5 separate regions of the Gossypium hirsutum genome follow, and all the other regions are linked to region 2. A link is a contact called in public Hi-C data. All regions are on one chromosome and are shown on one strand. The core of a region is the stretch at or near the end of the contact, and the rest is flanking DNA. Distances in the headings are between cores, read along the strand shown. Region 1 holds the start of LOC107920287 (amidophosphoribosyltransferase, chloroplastic). Region 2 holds the start of LOC107918313 (auxin-induced protein X15). Region 3 holds the start of LOC107920540. Region 4 holds the start of LOC107918965 (auxin-responsive protein SAUR50). Region 5 has its middle 3.6 kb from the start of LOC107919549.

The links. A called contact is a pair of places that touch in the nucleus more often than the background predicts.
Region 1: a contact with region 2 is called in a Hi-C map of leaf, with 4 times the contacts expected there. The contact joins the promoter of LOC107920287 here to the promoter of LOC107918313 in region 2. A contact is called at or near these places in 2 of 34 Hi-C or Micro-C datasets (callus and leaf).
Region 3: a contact with region 2 is called in a Hi-C map of leaf, with 2.2 times the contacts expected there. The contact joins the promoter of LOC107920540 here to the promoter of LOC107918313 in region 2. A contact is called at or near these places in 2 of 34 Hi-C or Micro-C datasets (both in leaf).
Region 4: a contact with region 2 is called in a Hi-C map of leaf, with 2.7 times the contacts expected there. The contact joins the promoter of LOC107918965 here to the promoter of LOC107918313 in region 2. A contact is called at or near these places in 6 of 34 Hi-C or Micro-C datasets (callus and leaf).
Region 5: a contact with region 2 is called in a Hi-C map of leaf, with 3 times the contacts expected there. The contact joins the enhancer-like site here to the promoter of LOC107918313 in region 2. A contact is called at or near these places in 15 of 34 Hi-C or Micro-C datasets (callus, hypocotyl, leaf and 2 more).

The regions. Positions count from the first base shown.
Region 1 is chrD13:24,449,016-24,451,715 of Gossypium_hirsutum_v2.1, reverse strand. It overlaps LOC107920287 (amidophosphoribosyltransferase, chloroplastic), which reads left to right and starts at 1,348. Exons shown (of 1, transcript XM_016849908.2): 1 at 1,348-2,700. The coding sequence starts at 1,348.
Region 2 is chrD13:24,942,494-24,945,193 of Gossypium_hirsutum_v2.1, reverse strand. LOC107918313 (auxin-induced protein X15) reads right to left here and starts at 1,340. Exons shown (of 2, transcript XM_041108921.1): 1 at 1,015-1,340; 2 at 1-692. It also overlaps the pseudogene LOC107918315.
Region 3 is chrD13:24,465,600-24,468,299 of Gossypium_hirsutum_v2.1, reverse strand. It overlaps LOC107920540, which reads right to left and starts at 1,361. Exons shown (of 3, transcript XM_016850292.2): 1 at 1,085-1,361; 2 at 873-938; 3 at 1-169. The coding sequence starts at 1,132. The coding sequence ends at 122.
Region 4 is chrD13:24,607,250-24,609,949 of Gossypium_hirsutum_v2.1, reverse strand. LOC107918965 (auxin-responsive protein SAUR50) reads left to right here and starts at 1,340. Exons shown (of 1, transcript XM_016848524.2): 1 at 1,340-2,121. The coding sequence starts at 1,461. The coding sequence ends at 1,775.
Region 5 is chrD13:24,560,651-24,563,350 of Gossypium_hirsutum_v2.1, reverse strand. No RefSeq gene overlaps it. Among protein-coding and RNA genes, the nearest start is that of LOC107919549, 3.6 kb to the right of the region's middle. Within about 2 kb of position 1,385, at least 3 of the 9 cell types and tissues checked have an H3K27ac peak or open chromatin away from gene starts, as enhancers often do. A contact at or near this core is called in leaf, where this site is marked.

The DNA.
Region 1 (2,700 bases), core at 99-2,598, 490 kb after region 2:
TAGATTAATTTATCTTTTTTTTCTTATTGTCACATGGGATAAATTGAATAAAAAATTTAATGACGTAAATAATTATTTTTATTTGTTTATTTTCAAAATTAATAAGGATTAGATTTCTCTCTTTTTTTTATAGGGTCTAACTTGCTCGATTTTAAAATGGAAAGACTTATTATCAGGAAGGATAAATTTAACAATAACTTAAGTAATTGTTCTTATTTACTTACTTTCAAATTTTACATGAACTACAATACTCTCTATTTTTCAATGAGATTAACTTACCCGATTTTGAAATTGAGAGGTAATTAAGAGATATTTTTACCCAAAATAGAAGTAAAATTTGAATTTGAAAGTCATAGTTTTGTTTTTAATCACTTATCTGCGTATAACTATTACGAGTATAATTTTTTATTTTATCGATCTTTAAATAAGAGTAAAATTATGTTTTAGTATGTTTGAACTCACATTTCTTGATTGTTGCAATAACAATAATAACAACTATGCTAAGGCTCAATAAACTCATTTACATAAATGTACAATCAAATAATATAATTAATATATTATTATTTTTAAAATGAATAAATCTTAAAATTATACATAAACTTTGTTTCAATGTACAATTTGATATATGAATTATGATTGTGTAATTATACGCATGAAATTTTGATTGAGATTCAAATGTATAAATAAAATTTTAATTTTAATTCAATCATACACATTTAAAGAAATAAATACATCAATTTATTTTTATATTAGATAAATATAATTATTTTTATATGCAATATATAAACATAAAATGATACTATATCACTAATTATGTTAATAAATTGAGAGAATTGAATTGAATCAAAATTTTATGTATAAAATTATACAAAATCAAAATTAATGGATTGAACCCAATGTGATAGCCTGATGGTCAGGGTGATCACCACTCCAAGTATAGACTGAGTTCGAGTCGTGCTAGTCGTGTTTGTTATTCAAGTTTTACTCTATTCTTGTATTCCACCAAAAAAAAAATTAATGAATAAAATTACATATTAAACTAAAATTCATATTCAATTTTAAAATTTATCCCAAGAGTTTTTTTTATATTGAATCTATTATTAAGATATTTTCCCTTAATGATAGTTGAGAATAGACTAATTAATTGAAGCAAACCGGTCAAAAACAAAATTTTTTAGAACTCGAGTAAATTGTGGGGACAAAGCCACCTCACTAGTCAAAACTCAAAACCCTAAGTCCTATACGCCTATTGACACTGCTTTTCCTAAGCCATCTTTGCTTTAACATAACTCTCTTCCTATTTTCTTTCCCAGGGAAAACACTCCTAAAACAGCAGGGAAACCATCCATGGCAGCCTCTCCTTTGTCTTCTTCTTCAGCTCTCTCAAAACCCATCTCCAAACACCATTCTTTTTCTCTGAACACCCCTCAAAAAGTCACCTTTCCTCTCCTCCCAAAAACCCTTCAAAAACCCTCTTCTTTCCCTTGCAATCATGTTCTTCATCCCCAGAAATCTCAGTTTACCACCTCCTCTAAAAACCCCATCTCTGACTTCATTTCAGCAAACAAAAATGAAGACGGTTTGGTGCCTCCTTTTAGTGATGATGACGACGATAAGCCCCGTGAGGAGTGTGGTGTGGTGGGTATCTTTGGTGACCCTGAAGCCTCACGTCTCTGCTATTTGGCCCTCCATGCGCTTCAGCATCGTGGACAAGAAGGTGCAGGTATTGTTGCAGTGAATAACAATGTTCTTCAGTCGGTTACTGGGGTTGGTTTAGTATCTGAAGTGTTTAACGAGTCTAAACTTGATCAATTACCTGGTGAAATGGCTATTGGACATGTTAGATATTCAACTGCCGGTTCTTCTATGTTAAAAAATGTGCAGCCTTTTGTTGCTGGGTACAGGTTTGGGTCCATTGGGGTTGCACACAATGGAAACTTGGTAAACTACCGAGCTTTGAGAGCTATGCTTGAAGACAATGGTTCAATTTTCAATACTAGTTCTGATACTGAGGTTGTACTTCATTTGATTGCTATTTCAAAAGCTAGGCCTTTCTTTTTGAGGATTGTTGAAGCTTGTGAGAAGCTTGAAGGAGCTTATTCAATGGTGTTTGTGACCGAGGATAAGCTTGTTGCAGTGCGTGACCCCCATGGATTTAGGCCTTTGGTAATGGGAAGGAGGAGCAATGGTGCTGTGGTTTTTGCCTCTGAAACATGTGCTCTTGATTTGATCGAGGCAACATATGAGAGAGAGGTGTATCCTGGTGAAGTATTGGTGGTGGATAAAAAAGATGGGGTTCAATCAGTTTGCTTGATGCCCCACCCTGAACCAAAACAATGCATTTTTGAGCATATATATTTTGCTTTGCCTAATTCTGTTGTTTTTGGAAGGTCTGTTTATGAATCAAGGCATGATTTTGGGGAAATACTTGCTACCGAAGCTCCCGTTGACTGTGATGTCGTGATTGCAGTTCCGGATTCTGGCCTGGTGGCTGCTCTTGGTTATGCAGCCAAAGCAGGGGTGCCATTCCAGCAAGGCCTGATCAGGTCTCACTATGTAGGAAGAACTTTTATCGAGCCTTCGCAGAAGATTAGAGACTTTGGAGTGAAGCTAAAGCTTTCACCAGTTCGTGGTGTATTGGAAGGTAAGAGGGTTGTGGTGGTGGATGACTCAATTGTGAGAGGAACCACATCTTCAAAA
Region 2 (2,700 bases), core at 91-2,590:
CTAATTGAGTGGTGAAGAGTGAATGGTTTGGAGACATGTATTGGGAGGAATCACATGGCCTTGCATCCCAACAAATCATAATATTTCAACAAGTTTGGTACCTTAGAGCTCACCATTTAATGAAACCAACAAAAGTGGCCCATTTGAAATACTAATATCATTGAATCAAGGCCAGATGATGATGACTTCACTTAATAAACACTTAGCAGATCATATGGATGAAATGCAATGAAGTGCAGACCAGAAAAATATCAAAATGATAATCTCCACTAGCAACTATCAGTCGATAAGTACGGTCCTACATGTTTGCTTGAACACATAAACAAACAAGTTAGCAGTCCATGTGACTTTGTATGGTGCATTCAACAAGGAAGCCCTAAAGAACTTGGTCAGTTGAGCCTCGATTTTTAAAGGAGTGATTGATTGAACTAAAGCACGAACCAACCTTGTAATTTATGGTATTATTGCTAATCCTCCAGAATCACAAGAGATCCATGGATTAGACAAAGAAATCTTCAACTATCATTAGGATAAAATGACTTCATAGTCTAAATAATTGTCAATTCTCAAGGAGTTGCAATCTCTACCCTGTTTATTTTCATCATTGCCAGACACAAGAACGAGGAAGCCAATCAGTTCATGCGATGCTGCTGCTTGAAACATCATGGAGGAGTGATGATAAGAACTGTGGCCTAATCCAAAGGAGTGAATGATTTAAGCGCAACATTAAGCCCCTAAACATGTGATATTACTCCTAGAATGATCAAATCCAGCAACTTATAAAAATATAAGAGAACTTAGAAACATATATGTGTGTGTGCTGAATGACTGAAAAGTATAAAAAAGAAAGTAAATCACTTCAAGATACAAGTAATTGACTATTTATTTATTCCTTTCTTTGACTTTCCTTGAACAAAAAACAAGTTTACACAATTTTCAGGGATTAAAATCCGGAATTAAAGTTTAATTAAATGATTTAGTAGTCACATTTTCTTGTCTCTTTAATTTTCTCACCTCACACTGAATTAAAGGACTTGGTCCCCTGCTAAAGGATGGCCTGAATCTGCAGATTCTGTAAATTATGGACAGATTTGATTTTTTAGAATCCTACTCATAATACGCACAAGAAAAGTGGTAGCAGGAAGTAATTTTAGACCAAGGTAGATCATGTACGGTAGAATTAAAGATCGAACAAGAACAAGGGAGCGTCGGAAATTCAGAAAAGAAACAAAATCTTCAATTGATGGAGGCGGATAGCCATAGTTTTCTTTGTTTTTGATGGATTTGTGCCTCTAGAAAGGAAGAAGTTTAGTAATTGAGAATGTGAAGATAAATGTTATCATTACCTATATATATAGATGTAACGGTTACGAGGGAAATGTTGGTCTATCAAGTGGAGTATGTTGAATGAGTGAGGAAAGGCCAATTGCTGGAGTGAGTCTGATCAGTAATGGGGAATGGAGAATCACATGGTGTTGTTTTCCAACTCATTTATCAACAATACCATGGCAAACATGGTAATGAAAAGTTTGGCTAGCCCTTCCAGTAAGACAAACCGACCCAGACCTTCGTGATCTGTGTTAGGCATGCTTGAGACATATAAGACCTCAAAAGGACTGAAACCACAGATATATCTACCAAGTTCTAAATCATGTCATCAACAAAAGAAACTTTTCTTATCCCAAATCTCCTTGATTTCAGTTTGGGTCCATTAATGGCTGGCTAATAATGCATTTTAACAAATGTAGTCTCAATATCAACCTAGTTCTTGATGATCTATTGGAAGACAAAAGCATGTGATCTTGAACTTCTTATGACTTCTAACCAAACCCCACCAGAATGCATTATAACCACTCAATCTGCACTTCATTAGTGTTAGTACAAATATGAAAATCTCGAACACATGAACGGAACTCGAACAGAAAAAGAAGAAATAGGACAAGACTTCAAGGCGTGTATCAAGTCACTATCTTTAAGGTTATATTTGCCCTCACCTATTTTTGGTGTGCAAATGAGTTCCAAGCAAATTAAGCTCGAGGATACAATGAAGCCAATGACTATTTGCGTATTGCACTGACGAGAATAACCCATTACACACTGAGCAATGTATGACAAGAAACTCAATTTTTATAAATAATTTCTGCAATAATACTTTATAAAATAATCTAATAATATTAGAAAATGAAAGAAGGAAAGAAAAAATATTAGAATTTGTTGGTGTGATTTCCAAATAAAATCTCATTTCTATTTATAGAAATTTTCATGTGTCTTCTGAATAATAATGTTTTTAAAATAAACACATAATTATTCATTTAATATTATAACTATTCAAATAATATTATTTAAATAGTTATAATTCTTTTTCAAAAAATCAAATAATATAACTTTTGATTAATTATACCCATTCATTTATAGCTATTGGAACCCTATAAATATTTGAAAATGTTCCAACAATTAGTTTCCTAAATACATTCTTCCATCTATATAAAAAAGTGCATTATCCACACCACAGCCAAGGCATTCTCACATCCTCCTCTACAAACAAATCTTACCATTCATTTTCTAGAGTCTTCTCTGATCTTCTTCACAGTAATGGCTATCCATATGACAAAACTTATGCATGCTAAGCAGATTCTTCGTCACTCTAAACTATTTGCAAATCAAGCAGCCTCACCTCAACCCATGTTCCCAAAGGATACT
Region 3 (2,700 bases), core at 112-2,611, 480 kb after region 2:
ATTGTCCGTAGAAGCTTTAAGCCGAAATGAAAATCTGGTACAATACCATTGATATGCTTTATTCCTACACCAAACTCAATTCACTCATGCAAACCAACTATGAACAAAAACCACCCCTGCTTCAGTGGTGAGCCTTTGCTTCAGCTTTCCTTTGAGACCTTGCCTTGGCCTGAGAGTAAAAAGCAAAGCAATAAGTAAAAGCATGCCTCTGAAACAAAGGCAGAATATTACTCTCAAAATATCTCAGAAATAAAAACAGGAAACCACCATTCATGTAACACATTTTGGATCAGTAAGATCAAACCAATTCCCTATCAAATATCAAAATGTTGCCTAAAGTGAAATGTCCAAACTCGATAAAGCATCTTATGTATCTAAGGGAAGGAATTAGAATGTAGACCAAATTCTCAAAAACAAATGTTTTAGAAGCAATAGATGTTAGGATTTTAACACACCATTATGTACATTCCTAATATCGCAATTTCAAAATACTCTATCCGTGATGTTTCAAAACAAGATTAAGAGCAGGAAACGGATTCACAAATTGTTCCCAAAACAACAATTTCCATCAAACAATTGTTCCCAGCAGAGTTTATCTACTAAAAATTGTTCCTGATATCTCGAGTAAAGCAATACATGAGACTGCCATTATAATAGTAGCCTTAAAACATCAAACAAACAAAAATGACAAGAATGCCTCTTGTAAGCAGCTACAATGACCAACACCCTTTTTCCCATACGAGAAAAAAAGAACAGGTCAAAATTAACAATTCCATCAAAAGTAAAAATTTAAAATCAAACCAAGAGAAAACAAAATTGAATTTAAAAAAAAAAGGAAATAAATCTAAACTAAAAGCAGTAAATTAAAAGACCTTGAGATACTTGAGCTTAATGCTACCATAAACGAGTCCAAAAGAGAAAGCAGATGCACGAGCCACCTATTACATAGATAATAACGAATCAATTAAAAAATATATGATCTTTCTGGAAAAGAAGAAAACTGGGATCTGTTATCTACAAATGCAATTAATATTTTTGCTGCATTCGATCTAAGCAAATAAACAAAGAAAAGAAAAGAAAATACGAGAGCGAGAGTGCTGGTGCCGGAGTATGGTCCAGGAGGAGACGCCATCGATTTGCTTTGTTTGGGGAATTGGGCGACGGAGTTTCAGATCAGATGAAACAATCTGCGGTTGCCCTAGATACTTTATTGGACTCTTGAGATTTGGGTTCTAATTTAAGCGAGCGTGGGAATTTAACTGCAACGACAACGTTTCAGGTTGTTCTTCTCGGCCGAACTTTTTTTTTTATTTTTTATTGGCTTAATGCTCAATTTGGCCCAAACTATACATATTTTCTCATTTTGGTACCTAAATTTTTTTCATTTCAATTTAGTACTTAAATTATCATTTCATTACCCGGTTCAGTCCATTTTTTGGAACAAAATTAAATCATGCCAATTAGAATGCGCAACGTGAGGATTATTTTAAAAACATTAAATTTAAATTAAAAGTAGAAAAACATTGACCAAGTGTTGACCGACCATTCCGTTAAATTTTAAATATTTTTAAAAAATATCAATTTTTAAAAAGAATAGCAATTTTTAAATTTTTTAAATATCTATATGTTTTGATTTTTTTTTAATTTTTTCAATTTTTAATGTTAACTTTTTCAATTTCTATATTTTCGTTGAACCTTTTCTATTTTTGAAATTTTGATTTATTGTTTTGAATTTTTAGAAATTCCAATTTTTGAAAAGAAATTAAAATTTATTACAAAATTTCTAAAATATATAAATTTTATTTTTATTTGAATTTTTTTAAAATATTTTTATAAAATTTTCAATTTTTATATATTATTTTGACTTTTTAAATTTTGCATTTATATATTTTAGAATTTTATAGATTTTTTATTTTTTTATTTTTAAAAAATTTTGAATTATTTATATATATTATATATATATTTTACTTTTTAATCAATATAACGCAAATAATATTAAAAAACAAAAAGAAGTCAGACATTGCACATTCTAATAGCGTCACATGGTAGTCTTGATTTTTTTTAAACCCCATGGGCTAATTTGGGTAATGGGTGATAGTTGAAGTACCAAACTGAGATGAAAAATAATTTAAGTACCAAAGTGGAAAAACTAGTACAATTTGGGGGTCAAATTAAGCATTAAGTCTTTTTTATTTAACAAAATTATTCTTTTAAAAGGTTTTATTTAAAAAAATTATTTTTACTATTATTATTGAGAATTTATTATTAAACCATAAATAGAGAACTACTTATTTTTTAATTTTTTTATTATGTGAAAATTTAGGATTCAATATATCTTAATTTGACATAATTTAACTTGTTTACTTTTAAAAATGTTATTGGTATATCCAAACTAATAATATTGTTAATGGTGTGAATTTTTAAAATAATCTAATGCATTCAATTGACACATAAATTATTATTAATTGTGTTATACTCCCTCGCCAATCGAAGACACGTGGCAGCACGAAAGGCCACCTCAATAACATACTTTACCAGATTAGACGGGAGGTAGCTATTCAAGGAAGCTAACCACTTGCTCCCTAGAATGTAGCCACCACTCATTCTTCCAAGCACTTGGCCTTCTATTAAAAACGTGATCCTTCTAGTCATCAAACCCCACATGGACTCAACTACTCTGTACTTCAAATTAGAAGGAAT
Region 4 (2,700 bases), core at 91-2,590, 340 kb after region 2:
AGACCTCCAAACCAATGTACTCACGTTTGTTCTAGTGCCTTGTTGGGGATTTAAGGATCTGATTTGTCATGAAAACGTTTAGGGGGTCTTAGCCTGATGAGGAAAACAAAAAGAAAAAACCAAATCAGACACCACATCTATTGCCATTTTGGAACACTTTGTGAGCCTAGAACATGGAGGCATTTGAAGAATAGCAATTATTGTCTCTAAAACTATATAAAAAAAATATTTCCTTATTTTAAGTGGTGGAGATTTCAGAGAGGACCACATTCAAAAGAAAACCCATCGGCCCTTTGGGACATTCTTTTCCAAACTGCACCCAACACTCAAGGGGCTTTTATGCCCTGGCATGTTTGGCTTAATTTACATTTTTCTGATTAAAAATGGCTAACTGAATTGAAATGCTGACCATGTAAGGAGAAAAAAAAAGCAATTCTATGATCAAAACCTGCAAATGTAACAGTAAAAAACCACATGGGTTTCTGCAAAAAGCCTTTGGATACTGCATGCAGTGAAAAATTGTTGTGTTTCTTGTGCCTTTCAGACTCAGACCACAGAATCACAAGCCAAAACAATCACAAATATCCAAAACCAACAAAACTGTTGTACAGTTCCCTCCAGTACACTTACTATCGGTCCCTGATTTCAGGTAGAGACACACACAGAGATGAACCAAGGCAAACTCCTTGTAAATTATAAAGAACTATAGTAAAAGGACTAAATGCATTAAAAATGCATTCTACATTGTGTTGGGAAATATATTAGAAAACGAAATAGTTAGTATTGAAAGGATAATAAATTGAGTGTAATAAATAAAATAATTAATATGCCGTGGAATTTTGATCGATGTACTTGTATAGTAAACATCACCCTCCAAAAAATAAAAAATAATAGAGGATTTTTCTCAACCAGAAAAAAAAATTATTTCTAAAAAACAGAACAGAAATTTTATTAAAAATAAAGCAACACAAGCAAAGCAGCAATAGCACATGTATTGGGCTTTTACTCTTAATTTTTTCTCAAACTAATATGGAATTACCCGCATTGTACTACCAACACCTTGTACAAAATTTAACAAAAAAGAAAAACAAAAACATCAAGTTGCAGTGGCTATTTAATTCTACGATATCAACATTAGAAGTAGCTAAATTAGAAGATTGGGAAAGAGGGACCATGTTGTCATTAGGAGGACCAACAAAGAATAAAAATTCAAATGGGGTGGTTTGGCTCCCACCATGTCGTTTACACATATAACACATACATACATACATACATACATACATACATACCCTAATAACACCCGTGGCTTGTCCCTTTAGGGTTTGCCCCAACAGTCCCACATGACCCTTGAGGCTCAGCCTCAACTATCCATAAATAAATAACCCTCCATCTCCCCCTCCCAATCCTCCCATCCCACTATACACCTTCTATTCTACAACCACTTCCACACAACAACAGCAATGGCAATTAGAAAACCATCCAAACTGCCTCAAACCGCAGTTCTGAAGCAAATCCTGAAGAGATGTTCAAGCTTAGGCAGGAAACATGGATATGACGAAGATGTGCTCCCACTTGACGTACCAAAAGGTCACTTTGCCGTTTACGTTGGTGAAAACAGAAGCAGATACATAGTCCCTATCTCATTCTTGACCCACCCTGAGTTCCAATGTTTGCTTCGACGAGCGGAGGAAGAGTTTGGGTTTAACCATGATATGGGCCTTACCATCCCTTGTGAAGAAGTTGTTTTTCGCTCTCTGGCATCTATGCTTAGATGAAAATGGGGAAAAAGAATATATTGAGTTGCGAAATGAAGGGGTTCTGCCTTTGCATTTTTGGAGAAAGATGACCAAGAGAAGCATAGCAACCATATATATTGCAGAGCTAGTTTCTCGGTTTTCTAACATCATTTCTTCATTGTGATTCTTGATCCCTTTTGGGGTTTTTTCTTTTCTTTTTACTATTTCGGACCCGGGGTTTTTAATGTTTTATTAATTAGTTATTAGTGACTCTAACTAGAGCTAAGAATTATAACATTTTCTGGGTCCAATCATTTGTATAAACTTGTGTTTCCTCACAGATTTTGTGAGAGAGGTTGAATGTTAAGGAAACAACCTTATTTTATCTTCCAATGCAAATCAAGTAAATCTTTTCTTTTATTATTATTATTATTATTATAGCTTAGCTCTAGGTAGGGAAAAACATAATCCTGAGTCAAACTCAAAACCAAAGCGGAGGGCATGTAATGTAAGGAAAAAGAAAAAAATTAGAATCAGCAACCTGTCTGAGAATGTGGAATCACAGGTTTCAACTGTTGTTTATAAGATATTTATAACTGGGTCATTATGTTTTTTTCTTTCTTTCTTTCATGCCTAATTAGTGAAGGAAGAATATGGGTTTAAAATCAAATTTGCTAAATTTGACTTGCTATCTTAAATGAAAAAACTAGAAGCAACTATTCTCATTCAAATAATGATACAAAATCAATTTTTTTAAATATTTGTTTATTTCAACTACTGATTAAAATTATCTTTATTATAATATAATATAATTTGAAATAAATGTTTCATGCAAAAAATTTCCTCGAAAAAGCAAAGGCATATGATTGCATCCATATTTCATGCTCACGTATTAGTTGACTATTGGGCTATGCTCTTTACTCCATTAATGATTTGATCTGATGTGATCCTCAGAAAACATTAA
Region 5 (2,700 bases), core at 136-2,635, 380 kb after region 2:
GGTGGAAGGAATGCCTTGGTTTTTCAATAGGCACCTAATTATTTTTAATAAGATGGAGAGGGGGGAGGATCCATTACAAATTCCATTGAACCATGCTATCTTTTGGGGGCAAGTTCATAACCTACCATTAGGGTTCTTGACTGAAGGAATGACAAATCAATTCAGGAACTTAATCAGTCAATTTTTAGAATATGATACGAATTTGATTACTAGAGGGGGGGAATTCATGCGTATTAGAGTGAAATTTAATGTTCGTGTTCCCCTAAAACGAAAGAAAAAAAGTTATTTTTGACAAGAATAATTCAGTTTACGCACAATTTCAATATGAGAAAATTACAATGTTTTATTTCCTTTGTGGAAGATTAGGGCACAGGGAAGGCTTCTGCCCGGTTCGATTAACAATGGAAGAATAGAATGTGGAGTTCGGGTGGGATAGTTCGCTAAGGGCGCAATCAAAGAGAGTGATGCAAATGACAAGCCCATGGCTACGAAAGGAACCAAGAGAGGGGGTCAAAGTAGAGGAAAGAACAAATTGCAAACAACACAGGGGAAATCAATCAAATGAATCTCCATGGGAAAACAGGGGTAGCAAGTTGGGAAATCATAGAATGACTGGAAAGGGGAATGTTCAATCTAGGGCAAAATTCTTTAATTCATTAATTAATGAAAGAGTGTCTATCAAAGGCAAAGAAGTAGTGCAAGAAGAAGAGGACAGACCGCTTGCGATAAGGGAATGCCAAAAAAGACAAAGATTACATTGTGAAGGTCAAGAAGAAATCAACTCATATGAATTGGTGAGTTCCAACAAAGATAATGAATTAGAGCCGGCTGCTAGTAAGGCCGCAATGAAAATCCTAAGTTGGAATGTTTGCGGGTTGGGGTAATTACGAGTAATCCATCGTCTCAAACATAGTCTGAGACAAAATAGGCCCCAAATTTTGTTTTTTATTGAAACAAAAGTAAACACAAGAAAAATGGAAAGAATAAGGAAAAACTATGGTTTTAGAAATGGAATTAATATAGGAGCAAATGGTTCAAAAGGAGGCTTATTGTTAGGTTAGAAGGAGGAGGTGCACATAACTTTAAAGAATTGGAAGAGAAAATATGGAGATTTACTGGCTTTTATGGAGTACATGTGGAAGGATTGAGAAAAGATTTATGAAATTTAAAAAGACATCTTGAAAAGGAATATGATTCACCATGGGTCATGATGGGATATTTTAATGAGATAATGTTTTCATTTGAAAAAGAAAGGGGGACGTGTATGAGATAAAAGACAAATGAGCGCTTTTCGAGAGGTTTTACGAGAATGTGATTTAAGCGATTTAGGTTTTTCAGAACAGTGGTTTATTTGGAAAAGAGGAAGGCTACCAAGTAATAACATTAGAGAGAGACTCAACAGGGGAGTGGCAAATACTGGATGGTGGGACCATTTTCCAGGATACTCGATTGAGCATAGGCCACATAGTTTTTCTGATCATTGTCCAATTATGCTTAATACAACAGGAAAAGTTGAAGAACGAAATCTTGCCAGACCGTTTTATTTCAGATTCAATGCTAATTGGGTATTGGATGAAAATTTTGAAGAACAAGTGATTGAGGGTTGGAAGGCCTGTATGGGAGACGTTCCTGAGAAATTATCTATGCCTGGGACTAATTTAAGTAGATGGGCTAGCAAGAACAAGGCATGGAGAGAAGGAAGAAAACAAGGGTTATTCTCTAAATTGGAGCTGTACGAAGATGATCCCACCTATGAAGTCTTAGCACAAATCACGGATTTTAAAAACACAATTAGAGTCAATTGGCTTAAATTGGGCGATCAGATTACTTCTTTTTTTCATAAGGCTGCAAACGGGCGAAAGTAGAAAAACACAATTAGAGGCCTTAACGACGTTAATGGGAGATGGGTGGATGAAGAATCTGAACTTATTAACATTGCTTCTCATTTTTTTTCAAGATCTTTTCACATCTAAGGCAGTAGGCGAAGGTGATAGGATATTCGAAAGTAGTCAACCTTGCATATCGGATTTTTTGAATGAAGATTTAATGGCGGATTTTCAAAATGAAGAAGTTGTTGAAGCTGTGAAATCAATGTCACCGCTAAAAGCATAAAGATGGCTTTCCTGCTTTTTTTTTATAAAAAAATATATTATAGGGGACGATATTTGCAACTATTGTTTAGATATGCTAAAAGGAAAGATCTGCAAGAAATTAATAGAACAAATATTATTTTAATCCCCAAAACAAACTCACCAAGCAACATGAATCAATTCAGACGGATCAGTTTGTGTAATGTGCTCTACAAAATAATATCAAAGATATTGGTCAATAGATTTAGGAAGGTACTGAATACATGTATTGATGAGTAGCAAGGCGCCTTCATTTCAGGAAGATAGATCACAGACAATATTCTTGTGACATATGAAATTCTACATTCGTTCAAAAAGAAAAAGGAAGGATTGACAGAATCATTTGCCTTAAAAATCGATACGAGTAAGGCGTACGACAGGGTTGAATGGAATTTCATTGAAAAAATTATGGAAAAAATGGGCTTCTGTGATTGTTGGATTACTTTAATTATGAAGTGTTTCGACAGTGACATACTCAGTGGTTTTGAATGGGGTACAAGGAAAAGAATTTAAACCTAGTCAGGGATTAAGACAGGGGATCCCCTATTTATTATATGTGCACAAGGTTTCT